4 separate regions of the Mus musculus genome follow, and regions 1, 2 and 3 are each linked to region 4. A link is a contact called in public promoter capture Hi-C data. All regions are on one chromosome and are shown on one strand. The core of a region is the stretch at or near the end of the contact, and the rest is flanking DNA. Distances in the headings are between cores, read along the strand shown.

Region 1 (2,997 bases), core at 324-2,823, 2.3 Mb after region 4:
CAAAAGATAAGAGAAGGAACAAATAAGATTGAGTGACTAAAGACCCTTGAGAGTTGAAGAAAAAGCAGCAGAGAGGCCAGCACATTTCTGGCTCAGGTGTTCAGGAAGAACATGGCTAAACTACCCAGAAAGCCCAACCTGAAAACCTACAGAAACAAGATTACTCTTCTGTCAGCTCCAGCTCCAAGGATTTAGAGCCATGATGAACAGATAGCCAATAGTGCCCATGGCCCTTAGACTAGGGCCATTTTCCTCATGGGGTGGATTCAGACATGACAGGTAAGGAGGGGGATAGCAGATGTAACTCTTCAACCCGGTAGAAAAGAACCAAGGCTGCAAACATGACATACAGCAATACTTCTGGAGCCGCAGCGCCTGAGAAACTCTTATAAACTGTCTTGGAGAACTGGTTTATGCTTTGAAGACAATTCAAGTAGCCCTCTGGATAGTTAACTTTCTCGGGAGTGGATATTTTTTCTTGTTGAAACCAAAGACTCCCATTATTACCTGCACATTTGGTCTGTTTCTTTTAGTTGCCCCTTCAAATGCCAGGTAAGACAAAGACGCTGGCTCACTCCCTCCAACATCAACTTTGAATATATCTCCAGATTTAGCGATCACTATGCCAATCACGTGGTCCCCTTTCACAGGTACATACTAAAAGCAGAATGAAAGAACAGTCATAAATAATACAAATATCATTACAAAATATCTTCTGAAACTTTCATCTAGGTTGATCAGGGTGGGTCTCAACCTATCCAGCCAACTCATACTCCCCATGTAGCTGCAACTACAAAACCGGCCCGCACCAGTCCAACTTTATGAACGTCTAATTCACACTTGATCAAGTTTCAAGTTTTCTCAGCATCCTTTACAAGTCTGGTGGCACAAGAATCTTTACATTCAAGGAAACCCACTCCATTTGACATTATTCCTAAGTGAAAGCTCTTAATTATTCTATGGGAATTTTAATTCCCTGTGATTTATTTGGACTCATTGCAACTGGGACACCAAATGGCAACCCCGAGGCTTTGGGTTTTTCAAGACAAGATCTCACGGAACCTTTCTCTCCTGTCACCCTTCTCAGGATGTGTTCCTATTGTGGTTCCTCTAAAGAAGATGCAGAGAGGGGGCTAGAAGCCACCGCGGCTCTAGATTCGCCTTAACCTATGATCGCTTGCAGGGGGCCCACTTTCGCGGCAGCGCCGCCTCTCCGACATCCGCTCACCCGCTTCTGCTGCGAGTCCACCCAGTAAACGCCGCCGCCGCCTCCGCTGGGCTCCTTGTGACGCAGGCGGCCACACTTGGTGACCAGCAGACGGTCCCCGCAGCGTCGCAAACCTGGGCCACACACTACGCGCAGCCTCGGGCGCGCACCCGCATTCAGGCGTAACGGCTGCTCCCCGGCGCCGCCAAGGCCGTCTACGTCCTCGTGGTCCGGCAGCACCAGCTCCTCCCCGGGGAGAACCACCTGATTCAGCACCTTGTGCACGGCCCGTGCTCGGCAGCCCGCCACCGACTCCGGTCCCGCGGACAGTACTTCAGCCATGGCAGGCGTCACCATCGCAGCTTCCGGTATCTACTTCCGCTTCCGCTACCCGCCCACCAGGGTCATCTCTTTCCGGTGGTTGTGGGCTTTCTGAGTTGGACTTGAGCTTGGGAGATACTCGCTTCATCCCATGGGTGCTACTCCCTGCCCTGTGTCTGTAGCTTCACGGTACCTAATGTAACAATCTCCCACCTCCTCCCACACACATCACACCTTTTCACCTACTTGAGTTCATCTCTTCAGTGGCTTGGGAACATCGGTAACTCAGGAATTCTCCCAGCTACTTCTTTGGGAGCACACTAACAGCTATGTGAGAAACTGTTAAATCCAAAACCCACAATGTGCAAGAACTTAAGAACTTACAGTTTTCTGACTTTGGGGTTATCTGTGAAACCAGCGTTTCTCTGTCGGCATCTTCAATGAGTAATTGATTCAGTTCTCCAACAGCACTGAAGGCCTTGGCATTGACTGAGATCAGTTGCTTGATGCTTTGCTGCCAACTCGAGTTTATAGATTTTTTTTTTAGGGAAGGGGCATCACAATTCCTGCAAATTTGGTAAAATGCTGGCAAGCCATTTAATCCCTGGATATAAGGGACAACTGAAATACAAGTGCCCCAGCCAAGTTGTTAATTAGTGCTATTGAAAGACTGAGAGTAAGACTCCGAGGTAGGCAGATAAGGAGAGGAGCCACGGCTAGGTAACAGGTGATGAATTGTCAAGTTGGCTAACTTCTTCCTCAACCTCAACCTCCTAACTCAATACAAGCTTAGCAGCCTCAAAAAAAGGCTGTGTAGGCTTTTGTGTAGAGGGTAGGAGGGCATGTGCTTCCAGGTAGTCCTATAGAAACCAGAATTGTTAAACATGCAGATCTTTTTCTTCAATGGAAGAAATTGACAGCTATTCACTTGGAAGGCTGGAATGGAGGTTGTTGAATACCAGGTAATTTTACCATTCTGTGGAGCTAGCTCTCACCTGAATCCCCCTTTTCCTGAGCATTTCCAGTCCATAGACTCCATCCTTATAAGAGAGATCTCATGGATTTGAAAAAGAGTTTGCTATTATGATTATAAAAACCTTTCCTCCCTAGGCTCTTCTCCTGAGCATGTTTTCTCAGTCAACAGAACCCACTCTTGTGGAAGAGGTCATGGTGCTTTTCAAGAAAACATGCACTTTGCAAGGGAGTTTAGATATAACCGTGTCCTAAGCTTTGTGGTAATAGTTGTCACAAGAAAACCTTTTTTTTTTTCTTTTGAAAGTTTTACTGTTTAAATAAGTAATAAATAAATAAATAAAAATAAACTGGAGTCAGACTCCCGAAGTTTGTACCAGCCCGGCTAAGTCATGCTGAACCACGTTTACTTCTTACTTTCTGGGGATCCGCTGGCAGCAGAGCTTGCAGGGACCCCCACACTTTTAACTCTCACCTGCAACAACAGCAAGCCCCCT
Region 2 (2,962 bases), core at 31-2,530, 2.5 Mb after region 4:
GCTTTGGAGCTTACCTTATCTTTCTGACCAGCTCCGGTCTCCTCGGCGGAGCACTTGTTGAGCAGTTTTTTGCCTCCGCAGGTCGTCGGGCTCCAGGTACGGCCGCCAGAGCACACGCCTCCCGGAGGGTCCCCCGCAGCGCTCGCGCTCTCCACTTTGATGAGTCGGTGCTTAGGGGAGATGTAGCGCACCTCCGCCGGCGTCGTCGGCCGCCGCTCGCTGCTGCTGCGGTAGAGGTGCGGGGAGCCGGAGGATGAGGACGAGGACGCGGCGGCGCCCGCTCCCGCCGCCGCGCAGCAGCAGCCCGCAGCTCCCGCTGCCGCCGTGAAGGCGCGCTGGCCCCCGCCGGGGTCCCCGCCGCCGCCGCCGCCGCAGTAGTCCAGGCGGCACATAGCTCGCAGTTTGCGCAGCGACGAGCCCGGCCCGTTGTACGGGTCCTCGAAGTCGCGCTCCTTCTGCGCGCGGTAGGCGCGGATGAGGTCACTCGTGCTGCCGCTGTCGTCGGGCAGAGAGCCCGACGAGGCCGAGAAGCAGGCGGCGGCCGACCCACAGGACGCCGAGGACGCCGAGCAGGCCTGCGGCACGGCCTGCGGGGGCTGCTCTCGTCGCTCGCCCCGGCGCCGCTGCTCCCGGTAGTCCGGCCTCGGCGGCTGCGGCGGACTCTTAGTCTTGCTGTTGCCCAAGCTGAAGTACTTGTTCAGCCACTTGGCCATGGCGAAGGGCCGCCTAGGGCCGCGGCGCGCGAGCCCGGTCCGCCGCCGCGGCCATTCGGGGGACAACGCTGTCGCCCAGTCCCGCAACGCCCCTGCCCCGGTGGGGGGCGTGCGGGGCACCGGTCGCCAAGTTCAAGTTCTCGCAGCCGCCGCCTCCTGCCGGCCGCCGCCTGGCTCCGGCCGCTGCTGCACAGCCCTCCGCCCCTGCCGCGCGCCGACCGAGCTTTGGATCTCGCGCCCCGCACAGACGTGTCTCATAGGGACCCGGGCCGCCTAGAGCGGAAGGCCAGGCGCCCCCCGCCGCGCACGCCCGCACCCAGCGCCCCCACCCTCGCGGAGCGCGCCCCTGCCCCGTGCGAGCCGCGGCCAGCTGCGGGCTTCTCGAGTGCACGGGGGCGAGCCCGGCCCCACTGCGGGTCGGAAAACAAGCGAACGAATGAGGGAGGCGGCCGGCGCCTGGCGGAGCCCGCGCGCCCCTGCCCGTCCCGGCGGCGCCTGGCTCTGCCGCTGCCTCTGCTGCCGCCTCCCGAGCCGCCGCGTGTGTGACACTCGGCCGCCAGAACCCGCCCAGCGCCGCGGCCCCGCCCCTTCCCGCAGGCCCCACCCCTCCGCCAATGCCACGCCCCTCCTAGGCCACGCCCCCGCGTGCAGCCAGGAACCTCCTCACGACTGCACGAGCCACCTCCTGCGGCCGCCTGGGCGCCAGCTCCGGGGTCCTGCCCTAGGGCGCCCGCGTCCTGCGGCTTGGCAGGCCGTGCCTCCCTCCAGCAGGGACTGCGGCTCTTTGAAGCCAAAGCAGTCAGCACAGTCCCTGGGGGCCCACGCGCCGTGCACTCTAGGAATGGATGTCCACCATCGAGGTGGTAGGCAGGCTGGACTAACGCACGACCTCTAGTTGACCGAGAGGACCATGCAGAGGAGATGCCCTAAAATGAGAGAGTGGCTGTCCCTCTTCTCTTTAAAGGGACAGAGACTCCGGTTCAGCTTTTCCGGCGCCGGGTCTTCGGAAAAACTCTTTATGCTAATGAGTGTATTAGCAATCCAGATGACGGATCCGGACGGGATAGGCGGCTGGGACCAGGCGGGGCACCAATCCCTGAGCAAGGCTAAGGGGAGGTCGGACTGTTTGCTTACCTTTTCACCTTCTAGGAAGTGGGGCTTTAACCCTGTTCACTGCCAACCTAGTGGAACCAGCTATGTAAACATTTAACGCTTAAGGTTGCCGGAGCTGGCGAGACTCTATTTAATCCAGAGACAGTTTTCCAGATGGAGAAACTGAGGCCCCGAGGTAGATTATACATGGATGACTAGGATCTGGTGGCACTGTGATGATGTAACTTAAGACAATGGAGTTATTATCCAAACGTGAGGAAACCCAGGCCAAAGGGGGGTAGCTTTCTGAGTCTGCTCTCAGAGGGGGTAGCAGGAGCCTTGTCAAGAACAAAATACTGCCTGAAAATGAAATAAGATATCTGCCTTCTAGATGTTAGATATGTTTGGAAGTTCTATTTGGCCAGCCCCACCCCCCATCCCCCTTGAGTACCTCTGAGCTGAAACCGTCCTTCAGAATGGTGATTTGCCAAAATAACACACTGTGACCGTAATTTCACCTGTCACCTGTACATTATATATAGGTTGGACACACTGTTTTTCCTGTGTCCTGTAGGAACAGTAACCTATCGAAGTAGAGAGCAAATCCAGGATCTGCTAGTACTGGAGGTCAGACTCTCATCCTGAGACTTCGGGACCTGGTAAGGCACAATGTGACCTCTTCCAAACTCTCCCTGCGACCTACCAGACTCAGGCTCCAGCGACACCACACTAGAAAAAGGCAGACCCATGACTCCGAAGGCTCCAATCTATCTGCTCAGCCCCACGTAGTCAGACTACTTGCCTCTCTCGTTCCCTAAGACCACTTGAATTTCCCAAACCCCACTGCTACCTGAACCCCAACAATCTCCGATAACATTCCCACTTATTTCTTACCTGAGACCTATTCATTTAGCATCCTTAGGAAATAGTCTTAAACTCTGCACACAGGACAAGGCTGAACGTTTGGTGTGTGGAGCATAGATAGGGAGAGACCCCAGAAGTTGATGCTGAGATGCTTATTTTGGGTATCCCTACACTTATATGTCTCAAATTACCCTTTAAATCCTTGCTCTGCTGCGCAAGCACTTAATCATGCTGCATGGAGGGAGGCCCCAATTAAGGGGAAAAAACCTGACCGACCAGGACATCCTCGTTTT
Region 3 (2,700 bases), core at 39-2,538, 2.4 Mb after region 4:
ACTCTGATAAACTGGTTCCTATTTAAATACTTCCAAATGATAATCTTTTGCAACTTACTATAAAATGTATTTACTACGACTGCTCTAGTTTGCTGTAAGGCACCGAACCTAACACAAGGGAGCAAAATCCACTTTGATCCAATAAGGGTCAAACTTCTGTGATGTAAGCACAGTGTAAATTCTAAATACTCAATGTAACTTTCAGCCCACAGGGATATGCAAAAGCCAGATATGACCTTAGTACAAAGGTCTTTGACCAAAAACAGGGCAAAGGGTGACTGTAATTCTTAAAAGACGTGAATTCCCACTAGTCAGCAGGTCTGAGTCAGCATACAAAACCAGGGTCAGGCAGGGTTCAAGTGCTAGTTACAGCAGGATTTTACCACTGCAAATGCAAAGCAACAGCTGTGACAAAAAAACCCATTATCTTAGCTTCTATCTGACAAAGGAGACTAGAGTCAATTCTTGTCAGAAGTGTCATGTCGCCCTAAGAAACGCTAAGGGTGACGACTCTGGTTTCTCATGTGCCCTGGATCCGAGTCTTCAAATCCTTTCAAAGCAAAGGCGCCGGAGATCCATTTTGGTACGGTAACTCCACACACAATTCATTCTGCTCAATAGACAACAGGTAAAAACTGACAACCAGAAGGTGGGCACTAGGACCAGCTGGGCAGCCTGTAGGGGCCAAGACAAAGGTTAAGCTAAAAGTCGTAAACATGGCCGAGGCGCTGCCATCCTCTACCTAAGCTAGCTACAACAATCCGCACAGAAGGGAACAATTGACGCCCGCCCACCCACCCGCCCGCCTTAGACTCTTTCCTGCGTGATGAAACATGGTGCCTCGGAACGAGCATTCTCCAGGCTTCCATCTGCCCACTCGGGGAGGACGGAGAGGCGCTGGGCGGAATGGCCAGCACCACCGGATACCACGGGCCGCCGCGATCCCGCGGGTGGCAGACAAAGGGAACCACGGGCCACCGCGATCCCCCGGGGCCTGCATCTCCCGAGCTGTGGGCGCCTCCCTGCCGGAGCGCGCCGCAGCACCACAGGGCCCTCGGCCGGAGCCGGGCCGCAGCTGCCGGGACCCGGACGCGTGGAGAGCGCAGGACCTGGAGCTCGGCAGCCCGCGACCCTGCTTCAAGCCTCCCTTCTCTCTGGCCCGAAGCTAGGGCAGCACAGCGGCCTCCGCTCCCCACCGCACCCCACCCAGGACTCACCCACGGCCCGGGGCGCAAGCCCGCAGGACGGCTGGCGAGCGAGCCCGCGCCCGCGCAGGCGCAGACTGGTCCGACCCAGGCAGGGGCGGGGCGGGGCGGGGCGGGACGTCGTCGAGCCACGTGACCAGGGCCCTGCCTCGCTCAGGGTCTGGGTAGCGCTATAGCTGCCTTGTACTGCGTCCGGTCCGGTACTGACTCTTGTCGCACCTTTTGCCAGGCTGTGGGGGTGCCGCTAGTCTCCCCGCCCCCCTGACTTAAGCTGAAGTTATACGGTGGCCTCGTTGTTCCACAAAACAGCAAGCGCGTCATTTAGCGTGTAGTCTGTTGAGATCCAGGGCTGTAGATAGCGCGTGCGTGGAGGCGCGAAAGCTTCTGATGAGGCGATCTCAAAGCTTGGTGGAGAGCTCTTTGTCACCGCACTTCACAGGACACCTGAGTTGTACATGAGGTCATACAGCTAGCCTCTTTTTCCTTAGATGCACACACAGTTTGTGGAGTCTTGGAAGGAGAACCCTGCTGTGAGTTAGGAGAGCCGGGTCAGAATTATAGCCGTGACATCCCTTGAGTGACTTTTGGCAAGTTATTCGTCTCTTCCATGAGTGGGTTCCTCCATGTTGTGACATTTGAACAATGGTTCTGATTTGCAGAACCACAGGCGATAAATGTCAGTGGACAGAAAGGACAAAGTCAGCCTTCGTGGGCAGGCTCTTCAGCAGACTCCTGAATGTGCGACCAGCTTGCCTCTTAGGACTGGGATTATCTCACCATTACACACCGTTCCAGGTGGGTGACCCAGCCTGCTTAGTGTTTACAGGTTTCTGAAGCTGTCGGAAACCACGCCTCCTAGGCCACGCCTTCTAGCGTCAGCAAACGGGAGTGTCAATCTTGGTATTTCAAAGCCTCCTTTAAGGAAGTTTGCCTAGAGATCCAGTCAATGAGTTCCTAAGAGGAAAAAAAATTACAAAACATTTCTTTTTTAAAAGAAAATAGATTTATTCTACTGTTAGCACATGTGTATAAGTACCCAGAGAGGCCAGAATAGGGCTTCAGATTTCTTGATCCTGGAATTATTAAAGGCTGTGAACTGTCCCATGTGGGTGCCAGACTCAAGAAGAGTATATGTTCTTTTCTTTTTCTTTTTCTTTTTCTTTTTCTTTTTTTTTCCAGAGCTGAGGACCGAACCCAGGGCCTTGTGCTTGCTAGGCAAGCGCTCTACCACTGAGCTAAGTCCCCAGCCCCTTTTTTTGTTTGTTTGTTTGTTTGGTTTGGTTATTTTCGAGACAGAGTTTCTCTGTATAGCCCTGGCTGTCCTGGAACTCACTCTGTAGACCAGGCTGGCCTCGAACTCAGAAATCCACCTGCCTCTGCCTCCCGAGTGCTGAGATTAAAGGTGTGCGCCACCAACGGCCCGGCACAGTGTATGTTCTTAACTGAGTGACCAAGCAACCTCTCCAGCACCCAACCCTCAAGTCTTAAAATAAGT
Region 4 (2,700 bases), core at 171-2,670:
GGAAGGCCCCTGGCTAACCTTGCTCCCCAGGAAAGAGTCAACAGTTTATGCACTTAAGCCCTTACTCCAGCCCAGATCCGCTTACCCGAAAAACTTTGTCCAGAGAGAGTTTGCCAAGCTCTGATCTCATAGTCGTCTGAGCTAACTGGGTGACAGCATACTCTGGGTCTTCCACACCGTAACTTGCCTGAAAGGGCAGGTATAGGATCAGAACTGAAGATGCAGGATTTTAAGGAAGAGGCAGTTCAGAAAACTAGATAAACCCAGGGCAGATACCTTGTAAGGATCCATGATGCGCAGATAAAGGACTCCATCTATTTGTAGTGTTACATTGTCTGCAGGAGCAAACAGAAGAGAAAAAAACTGTCGGTCAGACCTCTAAGTCCCAACCAGCTCTTTCTCCTAAGCCCTGGATCTATAGCAACCACATCCTAGCGCACTTAGCACATCCCTGTCACCCCATCGCTCTCACCAAGAGTTACGGCTGACTGCTCAGGCACGTTGATAACAATTTCCTTGAGACTCTGCACATACCGGATTCGGTCTAACACGGGGATCAGGACGTTCAGGCCCTGAGAAGAGGAGCCATAGATTCTCAGAAGGGTGAGGCTAGTAAACTTGAACTCTAAGCTAAGTCTGGAGTAAGTAGTAAGTCACGTATAAACATAGAGAAGCAATCCCTCCTATCATGGCCTCAAAGGCTGGGGTGTCACTGGTAGGGAAACCTAAGAGTACAAAAAGATAAGACTAGGCTTATGAATGTCAAGAATGGAAGCCAGCAAGAGCTGCTGCCTTTAGAGTATGGTAGCTCCAGGAATGAAGCCTATGGGTCACTAGGGTATTAGGAAAGCGGGGAAACACGGAGGTGGTGTTCAGGAGACTGGGCTCTGCTAGAACTGGTCCTCGCAGGTTAGAAGTGCAGACAGGCCCCGACGGAAGTCCCACTTCCACACGAGTAAACGATCAGACGATCTGGCTGGCTGAGGGCGGGCAAGAGAGGTTCTCACCGGTTCCAGGATCCGGTGGAATCGGCCCATTCGCTCCACCACCCAGGCCTCCTGCTGAGGCACAAACAGGATCACGGTGTTTCGGGGCAGTCCAGAGGAGGCGCGGCGCGGAACGCGGCCAGAAGCCTGCACCGAGCCCTGAAGGAAGACGAGAGTAGGCTGGGGACCAGGCGCGGATCCCTAAATCCCTCTCCCTAGATCTCGACACCCCCCCCAAGGGTCCCCGGAGAGTGATTCACGTGGGGACCATGACCTGTGACCACAGTCCTTCCCCCAAAGTTAGAAGCCCACTCCTTCCCAGCTCAAGACCCAGGTGATGTCGGTCCCGAGCCTCTGGTGAAGGTTGCCTCGCTCTCACCCTCAGCAAAAGGGCTCCAGTGCCCCGCGCCGCGCGCGCCAGCATTTCCCACAGCCTCGGCGACCTCCGGAACCAACGAGAGGTGGGGCAGAGCGGCCTCTTGTGAAGCCTGAACCCGAGCCCTTCCTTCAGCTGGTCCACTCCGCCCGACGTACTTCCGGCGTATTAGTCCACCCTCCCATCCCCACTAGTCGGCGTCCGTCAAATCGTTCCCTGGGAAACGTAGGCTTTGAAGAGAGAGCCCGAGAGTGCAAGTTTGTTCTGGTTCTCAAAAACTACGAAGCTCCTGGGCATTGTGGTAGAAATTGAGGCAATATTCCGTCCGCAAGTGGTACAGGAACACCGCCCACCAAATTCTGTACCCACAGCCGTGACTCAGTTTACCCTCCAGCTCGTGTATAACTGTCCTAATCTGTCACCATAACGACAATGGATTGGATTGGCGCTCAGTAGTTGCCCGTGGTTGCCATAGTGACATTCTTGGGTAGTCATGCTGTTGTGCCCAGCTCTCCCACTGGGGACTGACCCCATTCCCGTTGTCATGGTAACTAGGAGGCCTAACTTTACCTTAGGACTGGGCGGAGATTTCTCCCTTCCCTCTTTTCCCAAGGCATCAACAGCTCTTTTTCATATTTTTTTCTGAGCCAGAAACGGTCAGGCATGATCCCCTTACATACAGAGGGAAACAAAGAGCCTCAGCCTTTCATTTTTGTCTGAAACACATCAACCTTGCTCAGGTCTCTGACACTCTCTCAAATACAAGCTTTAAGAGGCCTGTATCCCCCCTCATCTCCTTCTTCTCATTCTCCTCCTCCTCCTTCATTTTACATATACAGACACTGAGGTTCTGATGGGGCTAAACTACAGAATCAGTGTAAGAATCCAGATTCTCAGAGTTTAGCCTCTGTAGCTTCACTTTACCCACCCAGCCCCCAGCACCTTATACAAAAAGGACTAAGACTATGGTCCAAGACTCAGCTCATCCCAGCCTAAGATCTCATGGGTTTGAGCTTGTTGCCAGAATTCCAGCTCCCTTTAGGCCCCACATCTCCATCCTCTTGAACACAAAAAAAAGTAGAGGTTAGTTCAAGTTTCCAAACAAGAATTTATTCTTTTTTTTTTCCTTAAAAAATGTACCAGGTACAATTTTTCCCATTTTTTTGTTTGTTTGTTTTGTTTTTCAAGTTTCAGCAAATGCTTGTTCCCCTCAGCCAAGCCCCAAGAGTTAAGGGTTGAGGCTGGGTCAGAGTCTTAAGTGAGGAGTGGAGTAACTGGGAACCATGTGACTGAATGAGGGGCACCCCTCATCCCAGCTGAGGTAGGTGGGTCAGAGTC

Evidence for each region. Promoter capture Hi-C pulls out the DNA fragments that hold promoters and counts their contacts. Capture Hi-C pulls out chosen DNA fragments and counts their contacts.
Region 1: a contact with region 4 is called in a promoter capture Hi-C map of liver, with 5 times the contacts expected there. The contact joins the promoter of Exosc3 here to the promoter of Stoml2 in region 4. A contact is called at or near these places in 3 of 39 promoter capture datasets (liver and neutrophils).
Region 2: a promoter capture Hi-C map of adipose tissue shows a contact between it and region 4, with 5 times the contacts expected there. The contact joins the promoter of Shb here to the promoter of Stoml2 in region 4. A contact is called at or near these places in 2 of 39 promoter capture datasets (liver and pre-B cells) and 2 of 9 other capture datasets (adipose tissue and liver).
Region 3: a contact with region 4 is called in a promoter capture Hi-C map of liver, with 3 times the contacts expected there. The contact joins the promoter of Slc25a51 here to the promoter of Stoml2 in region 4. A contact is called at or near these places in 2 of 39 promoter capture datasets (erythroid cells and liver), 2 of 484 Hi-C or Micro-C datasets (CD4 T cells and CD8 T cells), 1 of 115 datasets of contacts at active chromatin or transcription factors (thymic regulatory T cells) and 1 of 9 other capture datasets (liver).

What each region holds. Positions count from the first base shown.
Region 1 is chr4:45,319,043-45,322,039 of GRCm38.p6, forward strand. Exosc3 (exosome component 3) reads right to left here and starts at 1,574. Exons shown (of 4, transcript NM_025513.4): 1 at 1,229-1,574; 2 at 508-657. The coding sequence starts at 1,549.
Region 2 is chr4:45,529,548-45,532,509 of GRCm38.p6, forward strand. Shb (src homology 2 domain-containing transforming protein B) reads right to left here and starts at 1,281. Exons shown (of 6, transcript NM_001033306.1): 1 at 15-1,281. The coding sequence starts at 713.
Region 3 is chr4:45,407,478-45,410,177 of GRCm38.p6, forward strand. Slc25a51 (solute carrier family 25, member 51) reads right to left here and starts at 1,289. Exons shown (of 3, transcript NM_001009949.3): 1 at 1,218-1,289. It overlaps Gm46852 (a long non-coding RNA gene), which reads left to right and starts at 1,913. Exons shown (of 3, transcript XR_001784277.2): 1 at 1,913-2,000.
Region 4 is chr4:43,029,964-43,032,663 of GRCm38.p6, forward strand. It overlaps Stoml2 (stomatin (Epb7.2)-like 2), which reads right to left and starts at 1,421. Exons shown (of 10, transcript NM_023231.2): 1 at 1,366-1,421; 2 at 1,008-1,145; 3 at 473-572; 4 at 277-335; 5 at 86-187. The coding sequence starts at 1,410. Fam214b (family with sequence similarity 214, member B) reads right to left here. Exons shown (of 9, transcript NM_001253353.1): 9 at 2,451-2,700.